Linked DNA regions of Oncorhynchus mykiss: region 2 is linked to region 1. A link is a contact called in public Hi-C data. All regions are on one chromosome and are shown on one strand. Each heading gives the region's core, a stretch centred on a gene start, on an enhancer-like site or on the middle of the called end of the contact. The rest is flanking DNA. Distances are from core to core; before and after follow the strand shown. Region 1 holds the start of LOC110496278 (CDC42 small effector protein 1). Region 2 holds the start of LOC110496283 (phosphatidylinositol 4-kinase beta).

Region 1 (5,126 bases), core at 2,574-5,073:
CTCAGCTGCTGTTCTAACCACCTCAGACATGAACTGAAAACGCTAACAAACTAAAAGATAGAATTCCCCTGGCCCTGCACACATACAGTACCAATCAAAAGTTTGGACACAACCACTCATTCAAGGGTTTTTCTTTAAAACTATGAAATAACATTTATGGAATCATGTAGCAACCCAAAAAATTGTTCAAATTTGTGTGTGTGTGTGTGTGTGTGTGTGTGTGTGTGTGTGTATATACATATATATATATATATATATATATATATATATATACACATACATACATACATACATACACACACACACACACGAGAACCATTTTATATATATATATATATATATATATATACACACACACAAATTTGAAAAATTCTAGCCTACAGTGTTGCCTGAAATTTTATGAAAGCCCATCTGTGTTAAGCCTAACATATGCAATACACAAAAAGACTTGCGGTCTGGACAGAACCAAGAATAGCCATCCAAAATGTCGGCTCGTGCTTACTGGGGTGTAGCCTACCATGTCGCTGGCAATGGAATTTTATGAATGCCCATCCATGTGGTAGGTCCACCATTTGTGAAACAGGCCGTTGCATTGGCTTTATTAGTCCTGATTCCTGTGACTAATCAATTTAGCTATTCCAGTACTGAATACAGGGTTTCTATACAGCACAGATATATTTAGATTTATGACATATCCTAATTCTGCTACATGATTTATGACAAATACATTTTTTGGACGGGACATTGGTGGAACGCCACAGGGATGAGTCTCTAAAACAGCACCCTGGAGAGGCACGCTGGGAATGGACAAGCAAAATATTTTGTGCCCTTGCCTTTGACAAAGTGGGCACTGCTTATCACATGGTGGCATCAACGCTCACCTAAAAAGCTCTTATGCCACTGGTTGAGGGAAATTGCCACTGTTTCAGGGCAGAATTATGTGAAGTTATGTGTTGTTGTTGGTGGTGCGCCTTGGTCAGTTTAGCTCAGAAAATGCCACCCTTATCAATCTGCCAACATAGGTAATGAGTGGGCCGGCCGTGGTGTATGGGGTTTTGTTTTCATGCCAGAGACCAGGGTTGGCTACAATATTATCAAGCTGAAGACCTCAACAGTGAGGTTGGAGCACACAGTATTGAAGAGGAGCCAAACCCATCCCTGACCAATGGGCTTTCCCATAGAGGAGAAGCAACAGTGAGGGAGTACGAGACCATTTACAGTCTCATCCCAAAACTATGCCCTCCTGAAAATAGACCACAATGGCTTACTTTACCCAATGCAGTCAACTGACTGAGCCACTGTCGCCAGCCTGACTTCCCTGAATGTTTTAGACCTCTAATTTGGAACTGACAAAAAAATAAGAAATCTTGTCATAAACAGGCTATGTAATTTGTCTAGCTCTCTCATCTCTTAGAAGAAATGAATACTCAGTGTCTTGAGGGAACATATTGTTACTACCTTAATGTAAAAAAAAAAAAAAAAAAAAAGTACACGTGAAGTGTTTGGCCCATGTTTCTTGAACGGAAATAAAAGATCTCAGAAATGTACCATACGAACAAAAATTGTATTTCTCTAAAATGTTGTGCACAAAAAAAAAATAGTATTTCTCCTATGCCAAGATAATCAATCCACCTAATAGGTGTGGCATATCAAGAAGTTGATTAAACAGAATGATCATTACACAGGTGCACCTTGTGCGGGGGACAATAAAAGGCCACTAAAATGTGCAGTTTTGTCACACAACGGCACAGATGTTGAGGGAGCATGCAATTGGCATGCTGACTGCAGGAATGTTCACCAGAGCGGTTTGCTGATGTCAACGTTGTGAACAGTGTGCCCCAGGTGGCAGTGGGGTTATGGTATGTGCAGGCATAAGATACGGAAAATGAACACAATGGCATTTTATTGATGGCAATTTGAATGCACAGCGATACCACAACGAGATCCTGAGGCCCATTGTCGTGCCATTCATCCGCCACCATCCCCTCATGTTTCAGCATGATAATGCACAGCCCCATGTTGCAAGCATCTGTACACAACTCCTGGAAGCTGAAAAAGTCCCAGTTCTTCCATGGCCTGCATACACACCAGACATGTCACCCATTAAGCATGTTTGTAGATGAGTGGGACAACCTTCCACAGGCCACAATCAACAGCCTGATCAAGTCTGTGGTGCCGCATGAGGTGGTTTCACCAGATACTGACTGGTTCTACTCGCCTACTTTTTTTAAATTTTGGCATCTGTAACCAACAGACGCCGATCTGCATTCCCAGTCATGTAAAATCCATAGATTTGGGCCTAATGAGTTTATGTCAAGTGACCGAAATCCTTATATGAACTGTAACTCAGTCAAATCTTTTAAATTGTTGCATGTTGCGTTTATATTTTTGTTCAGTATACACAACATAACATTTCAATGAAAACTGATAAAGAGAGGGCTTGAATTATTCCAGTCATTGGATGACGACATCTTCTGTATGGGGGAGTTTTGTTAAGAGTCCTGACGCTGGGTATGAACAGTATCACGCATCCCTTGCGTTACTATTTTGGAAGGATAATGACTTCATCTTTCATATCGGCTATAAATCATTTGTAAAAAAAAAACTAAAAAAAAAACGACATGTTCAATTGAGAAAATTGTACAGGGTTTGCGTTCCCACATGCCCATGCGCGTGTTTACAGAAGACAGATAGAGGGACCACCTGTGCTAACTATCTAGCATGCTCTGAACACCTGTTTGTAACGCCGGGTTTTTCCCCAAACTTGGTCCCTGGGGGGCCCCCATAGTGCACGTTTTGGTTTTTGCCCTTGGACTATACAGCTGATTCAAATATCAACAAGCTTTTGAGTCAGCTGTGTGGTGTTACAGCAAAAACCAAAACGTGCACCGAGTTTGCGATTCGCTGGTGTAACTCTTGACAAATACTGCTTGTTGAAACTGTATTAAAGCCGGTTAAAAACACTATATGTTGCATTTGTGAAATTATCTTGACGTTATATGAAAGTAAAGGGCTTCATGTTTCTAGAACCGTATCACAGTTTAAAATAGATTCACTTTAGATTGAGTTTGGCTGCTAGAGCCGGTCTACCTCAAAATAAATACATATCCTTTCGACCTTAAGGAGTAACGGTAGACACTTGGGCTAGCGGACTAAACTCCGGTTTATGAAGTGTCTGGACTTCAACACGGAGTTTAGTCCGCTAATCTTGGGCTAGAACTACTCAAACAAGTGTTTGATTTACACCTGACAGATCACACTCCAGCCAAGCCATTTCCAAGGGAATAGCCACAAAATACACTACATAGCCAACCTTTATGTAGCTCGATGGGCTAAGCATTATTTAACCAAATAGTAATGACTTCGAGTTTGATCGAATCTGGTCGTTTCCTTTAAAAGCATAAAACGTTCAAATGAATCAATGTTGAAAGTGTCAAAGTGCAAGGATATTTAGATTCTAGGCAACGTAACACAATTGTCCCTGGGTTTGGCCAACTCTAAGCCTTCTCAGTAAGAGAAACATTGTAACAATGACCACGTACCCCCTTTCATTTCTAGAATTAGCTAGTAGGCTAGCCTACATGAAGAACAAAGTCTCAATAGCGGCGCTGACTTACCTCCGTTCTTAAATGTACCCAAACAATGTCGATATCCAGTAGCAAAAGTATTCGCTGAATGCCCTTTCAAACACCAACGTATAACACCAACCACACTTATGCTGATTCTCGGTTTTTTGAGGTGTGGTTCTAAGTTGTTCAATCAGGAAATTGAAATGTTTAAAATGTTTTTTTCAAAAGCTTATTTTTGCCGGTAAAGTCAAACAGCACCCCTTATGGACATAGACACCATTTGACTTCGCGTCATCATAAAGTCAACACTGCCACCTACAGGGAAATTGCAGATGTAAACATAATCTTAGTACACAATCCAAGTTTCAAATTTAAATGTCACATGCACAGTGAAATGCCTTTCTTGCAAACTCAAAACCCAACAATGCAATAGCAGTGTATTACTAGAAGAATAAAAACACGATAAATAAGAACATGAAATATGAAATACACAATTACATAAGTAAGAATACTATATACAGGAAATATTTTAAAAAGTCAGTTCCAATACCATATTGCCATGTACAGGGATACTGGAGTGATGGATGTAGATATATATAGAGGTAAGGGGACTAGGCAACTGGATATAAGATAAACAGAGTAGCAGCAGCTTGCATGTGAGTGGGTGTGTAGAGTCAGTATAAATGTATGTGCATATTATGTGTGAATAAGCAAATGGAGTGAGTATATGTGTGTCTAGGGCCCTGTGAGTGTGCATAGACAGTGCAAACATTGAAATAAAATGTCAATAAGGATACAAGGTAAACACAGTCCGTGTAGCTCTTTATCAACCGTATTGCTTGGGGTTGGAAGCTGTTCAAGAGCCTCTTGGTGTCAGACTTGATGCACTGGTACCTTTTGTTGTGTGGTAGCAGAGAACATTGTCTATGGCTTGGGTGGTTGGGTGACGATTTTCCGGGCCTTCTTTTCATACCGCCTCATATAGAGGTCCTGGATGGCAGGGAGCTCGGCCCCAGTGATGTACTGGGCTGTCCACACAACCCTCTGTAGCGCAATGCGATCAAAGGCGGTGCTATTGCCATACCAAGCAGTAATGCAGCCAGTCAATACGCTCTCAATGGTACAGCTGTAGAACCTTTTCAGGATTTGAGGGTCCATGCCAAACCTTTTCAACCTACAGAGGGGGATGAAGCACTGTTGCACCTTCTTCACGACTTTACATGTGTATTTGGACAATTTTAAGTATTTTGTGATTTGGACACAGAGGAACTTGAAGCTGTCTACCTGGTCCACTGCGAGCTTGATAATGGTGTTGGAGTCGTACATGGCCACACAGTCGTGGATGAATAGGGAGTACATGAGGGGACTAAGCACACACCCCTGTGTGGCCCCTCTGTTAAGCGTCAGCGTGCTGGAGGTGATGTTGCCTACCCTCACCACCTGGGGTTGGCCTGTCAGGAACCAGAGTCCTAAGCTTGGTGACGAGCTTGGAGGGGATAATGGTGTTGAATGCTGAGCTGTAGTCAATAAACAGCATTCTCACAATAGGTATTCCTC
Region 2 (5,110 bases), core at 1,808-4,307, 130 kb before region 1:
GTTTAACACTTTTTTGGTTACTACATGATTCCATATGTGTTATTTCTGATCAAGCATTGTACACAAAGACCACTAACTCACAAATGTGCTTTCATGCGTGCTCAGTCCCCTCCTGTACTCCCTGGCCACCATAAATGTTCACATACATCTAGTTTTACCATCCTAAAGTCACCCCAGCATGAATGCTCATTCTTCACATTGCGAGTCCAGTGTGAATGCTCATTCTTCACATTGTGAATGCTTATTCTTCATATTGTGAGTCCATATGTCCTTATAGAGATGTTGGGATTCCTTTTTTTTTTTTTTTTAAGCCCTTTTTCTACCAAAGTTCGTGGTATCCCATTGGTAGTTACAGTCTTGTCTCATCGCTGCAACTCCTGATGAGGTCGAGAGCTGGGAGTCCTCCGAAACACAACCCAACCAAGCCACAGAAGCCAGCCACACCAATGTGTCAGAAGAAACACAGTACACCTGGCGACCGTGTCAGCGTGCACTGCGCCCGGCCCGACACAGGAGTCGCTAGTGCGTGATGGGACACGAACATCCCTCCCAACCAAACCCTCCCCTAACCCGGACGACGCTGGGCCAATTGTGCGCCGCCCCATGGGTCTCCCGGTCACGACCCAGAATCTCTAGTGGCACAGCTAGCATTGCGTTGCAGTGCCTTAGACCACTACGCCACTCGGGAGGATGTTGGGATGGCTGCAGTTTCTCAGACCAATGCATGAGTCACCCCAGCATGAATGCCCATTCTTCTCATTGCGAGTCCAGTTCAGTTATCATATGGGCTGGCCAGCCATAGTTGGTAGCAAAATAGTTACATATTAGAGCAATGCACAGCAGCCATTTCCAGTGCATTTTTGCTGTTGAATGGCCTCCTGACATGTGGCAGTCCAGTTCCATGGTTTCTCTGTCTCTAGTAACTGTCTGAGAGGAGGACTGATGGTGGACTGGGCCTATCAAGGATGTTTTGGGAGATTCAGGATGGCATGAAATCAAATTTGTGAATGAAAGCAAATTTGACTTGGAAGGTTGTCTATTGAACAGCTACCAAAAAGTGAAGTTTACATTCATCATGACTAATCATAGTTGATATTTCAACCCATTGTATCTGTGTGTTTACAGATCTATATTTCCAATATGCAGTAAGATATCCAAATGTTGTTTGTTTGTGTGTGTAGGTCAGACAACTGACTACTTGCTAAGGACCCTTGGACTAAACACCTCCCTCTGCAACTGGATCCTGGACTTCCTGACAGGCCGCCCCCAGGTGGTACGGGTAGGTAACAACACATCTGCCACGATTATCCTCAACACGGGAGCCCCTCGGGTGCGTGCTCAGTCCCCTCCTGTACTCCCTGTTCACCCATGACTGCATGGCCAAGCATAACTCCAACACCATCATTAAGTTTGCAGATGACACCGACAACGATGAGACAGCCTATAGGGAGGGGATCAGAGACCTGGCAGTGTGGTGCCAGGATAACAACCTCTCCCTCAATGTGATCAAGACAAAGGAGACGATCGTGGACTTCAGGAAAAGGAGGACAGAGCCCGCCCCCATTTTTATCGATGGGGCTGTAGTGGAGTGGGTCAAGAGGTAAAAGTTCCTTGGCGTCCACATCACCAACTAACTATGGTGGTCCAAAAGCACCAAGACAGTAGTAGAGGGCACGACAGCGCCTATTCCCCCTCAGGAGACTGAAAAGATTTGGCATGGGTCCTCAACTCCTCTAAAAGTTATTCAGCTGCACCATCGAGAGCATCCTGACTGGTTGCATCACCGCCTGGTATGACAACTGCTCGGCCTCCGACTGCAATGCACTACAGAGGGTAGTTCGTACGGCCCAGTACACCACTGGGACAAAGCTTCCTGCCATCCAGGACCTCTATAGCAGGCAGTGTCAGAGAAAGGCCCTAAAAATTGCCAAAGACTCCAGCCACCCTAGTCATAGAATGTTCTCTCTGCTACCGCACGGTAAGCGGTATCGAAGCGTCAAGTCTTTGCCCAAAAGGATTCTTAACAGCTTCTATCCCCAAGCCATAAGACTCCTTAACAGCTAATCAAATGGCTACCCGGACTATTTGCATTGCCCCCCGCATTTTTACACGGATGCTACGCTCTGTTTATTATCTATGCATAGTCACTTTACCTCTACCTACATATTACCTCGAACTAACTTGTGCTCCCGCACATTTACTCTGTACCGGTGCTCATTGTATATAGCTTTGTTATTGTTATTTCATTGTTGCTCTTTGATTATTTGTTATTTTTTCATTTTTCTTATTTTTAATTTGTATTATTTATATATATTTTTTACTTCAGTTTATTTTAGTAATTACTTTCTTAACACTTATTTTCTTAACTGCATTGTTAGTTAAGATCTTGTAAGTAAGCATTTCACTGTAAGGTCTACCTACACCCGTTGAGTTTGTACTTGACCATTGCAGGTAGGGCCCTCTCCGTTTCATTCTGTTTGCTTCCGTTTCGTTCTTAAATGGTAGACCGTTTCCCTAATTAAATAGACCCAGGGTTCAGGGACTGGTGTATTTTCACACATTGGCCACCGGGTGGCATACTATCCACAGACATACATTTAGTTAATGCAAATCAATGCAGTGAGTGCACAAGGCAAATATAAAATCTTCCAGAAACACACCGAGAAGTCAACTCAGTTAGGAAGAATCCAAAGACTCATGATCTACGAGAAAATGGGACATATCAAGTTAATATTCCAATGTAATCTATTTCCAACATTAGTTATTCTGAGCTTCCTCTTTTCAAATCACACAATATAAAGTACAGACCATAAACCATCATTTGGGTATATGTATGGTTGGTTTTGGTAATGAACAGATAGAACGCATCACACTGTACCTTATATTGGTGGAAAGGGATGTGTTCATTTATGCCGCGTTCACGACAACTGGGAACAAAGGAAAAATGAGCTCCGACTGGAAAAAATAGTTTTAAACGGTCATCCAACTCAGAATTCTGAAGATCACTGACGTCATTATTTGACCTCGTTTTCCGAGTTCCCAGTTGTTTTCAACGCGGCATCAGATTCACTGTGATAATGCTGGCGTCATCGGTCCTTTTAAATATTTTGAGGCGGATCCGTTGGCTAGAGGTTTCGGATTTGCGCAGCATCAGAATGAGATTTGAGCTGGGGTGCTAGAGTCTTTCCAAATGGAATTAGAAATCCAATGGATAGATTGAGACCCTAAAATCAAAAAATATTGTCAAGAGGGTAAGTTGTTTATTTATATAACTAATTTACCTAACGTTACAGGGTTCAATTGATATGTGTTGCTCCCGGTCCCAGCTGTGGCTAGTCGTTTTAAGGAATGCTTCCTCTTCCAATCGACGCAGTAGCTATCTAACAATACTAGCTACTAGTTAGCGAGAAAATCAGTCAGAAGCTATGCTTTATTTATTGAGTTTAGCAGTATTAATGTATTTGTCCTTTTTAACGATTGGAGGTTGAAGTCAGTGATGTGAAGAATTTCCTGTAACGCTTGTTGTAGCATTTAGGATCTTCAAGTGTTAGTTTACTAGCTGCTGGGCTAGGCGGCTAGCTAGCCTGGTTCGCGCTGCTAGCTAAGTAGATGGCAAACAATAACTCACGTGACCCAGTTTCTGGTTGTCTATGAAAGCATTAGCTAAAAATGTAAAGCACGATTGAGACGGAGTATTAACTACAGCTAGGATGCTAGTCATTCTCAGGTGGGCACTGGGCAGTTTTTTTTGGGGGGGGGGGGGTTGATAGCTAACTAAGCGTTTTGACTGTAACGGTGTAGTGTTGGCACTCCTTGAAAGCCAATAGGTTCTGGTATACTAGCTACAGTAGTTAGCCATAGTAAAATATTAGTTAATTGGTTTCGCCTATTCCTCCATGGCTATAGCCAACTGACTTTAGTTAAAAAGCCATATCGTTGGTGTATGTACTTCAAAAACAACTGTGCGAAGTAGTTAGGCATGCCGTTTGGGAAGTGCTCCTAACCAGCATCATGACTAACCACGGTAGGATTCAAGTGGTGATGAAAAGTGTGCATGATACCACTTAACGTTACTCTAGGGTTACCCACGTTCGAGTCGTTGAGAATGAAACGAGTGGGTTTGCCGGGGGGTTCCCGACGAGCTGATGCCAGTTGAGTCTCATGACTGATGGTTACCTTTGCGGATTGTTTTGAACTGCACGTGCCTCTTGACACTTTGTACAATTTGAAACGTCACACCGATGTTTATCATTAACGCTCGAGAATTGACTTGTCGCGTTCAAAACATCCGAACTCGGAAATCTCTGACCTCAGTGTGTTCAAAACAACTGGGAACTTAAAAAAACTAGCCCCGACTGGGAAAAGTCGATTGAACGTTAATCGAACTCGGAATTCCTAATCGGAAACCGCTGCATACACCCGTTTCATAGACGTCGTCATTTGATGCCATCGTTCCTCGTAGCTAGGTAAATTTGTGATTTGTCTGGTCATTTGTAACTGAAGAATATAGAAGAATGCACTCATTTCCATTTGTCATGTCCAAACAAACTGATTCACTTCCAGGTGGATTATCTTTCAGTGCACCAAACATTTCTGTCCCCTAAAAGATAAACTGAAAAGGAGCATCATCAGGATTGTGTTTTATCCAGACAGGACCTCAAGTTCACTGCAGACATTACTTGTATTAGTCTAATATATGGTGACAATGTAACATTTAGTTCAGGCATTGTAGACCTTCTCATCTGTGTTCAACCTGACACTGAATTTCAAGAGCTATTCCAGAGCGTAAGTATAAGGAAGTGCTGTATACCGGCAAGACCATAGCAAGTCAGTCTTCAGTATGGATATTTACCGTCATTTAAAATAATAAGCCACCCAGTTCTCTTCCTGTTCAGTTGCTTTTTTTCTCTTGAATAAATTCTTACTGGGCTAGACCTACAGTGTATTTGGAAAGTATTCAGACCCCTTGACTTTATCTACATTTTGTTACATTACAGCCTTATTCTAAAATGTATTAAATTATAGTCCCCCCTCAGTCCACACACAATACCCCATGGTGACAAAGCAAAAACAGGTTTCAACATTTTTGCAAATTTATAAAAAACATCAC

The links. Hi-C and Micro-C count contacts between places; a contact is called where the count stands out from the background.
Region 2: a Hi-C map of liver shows a contact between it and region 1, with 1.6 times the contacts expected there. The contact joins the promoter of LOC110496283 here to the promoter of LOC110496278 in region 1. A contact is called at or near these places in 2 of 3 Hi-C or Micro-C datasets (blood and liver).

What each region holds. Positions count from the first base shown.
Region 1 is chr18:41,677,244-41,682,369 of USDA_OmykA_1.1, reverse strand. It overlaps LOC110496278 (CDC42 small effector protein 1), which reads right to left and starts at 3,823. Exons shown (of 5, transcript XM_021572079.2): 1 at 3,618-3,823.
Region 2 is chr18:41,810,106-41,815,215 of USDA_OmykA_1.1, reverse strand. It overlaps LOC110496283 (phosphatidylinositol 4-kinase beta), which reads left to right and starts at 3,057. Exons shown (of 12, transcript XM_021572087.2): 1 at 3,057-3,251.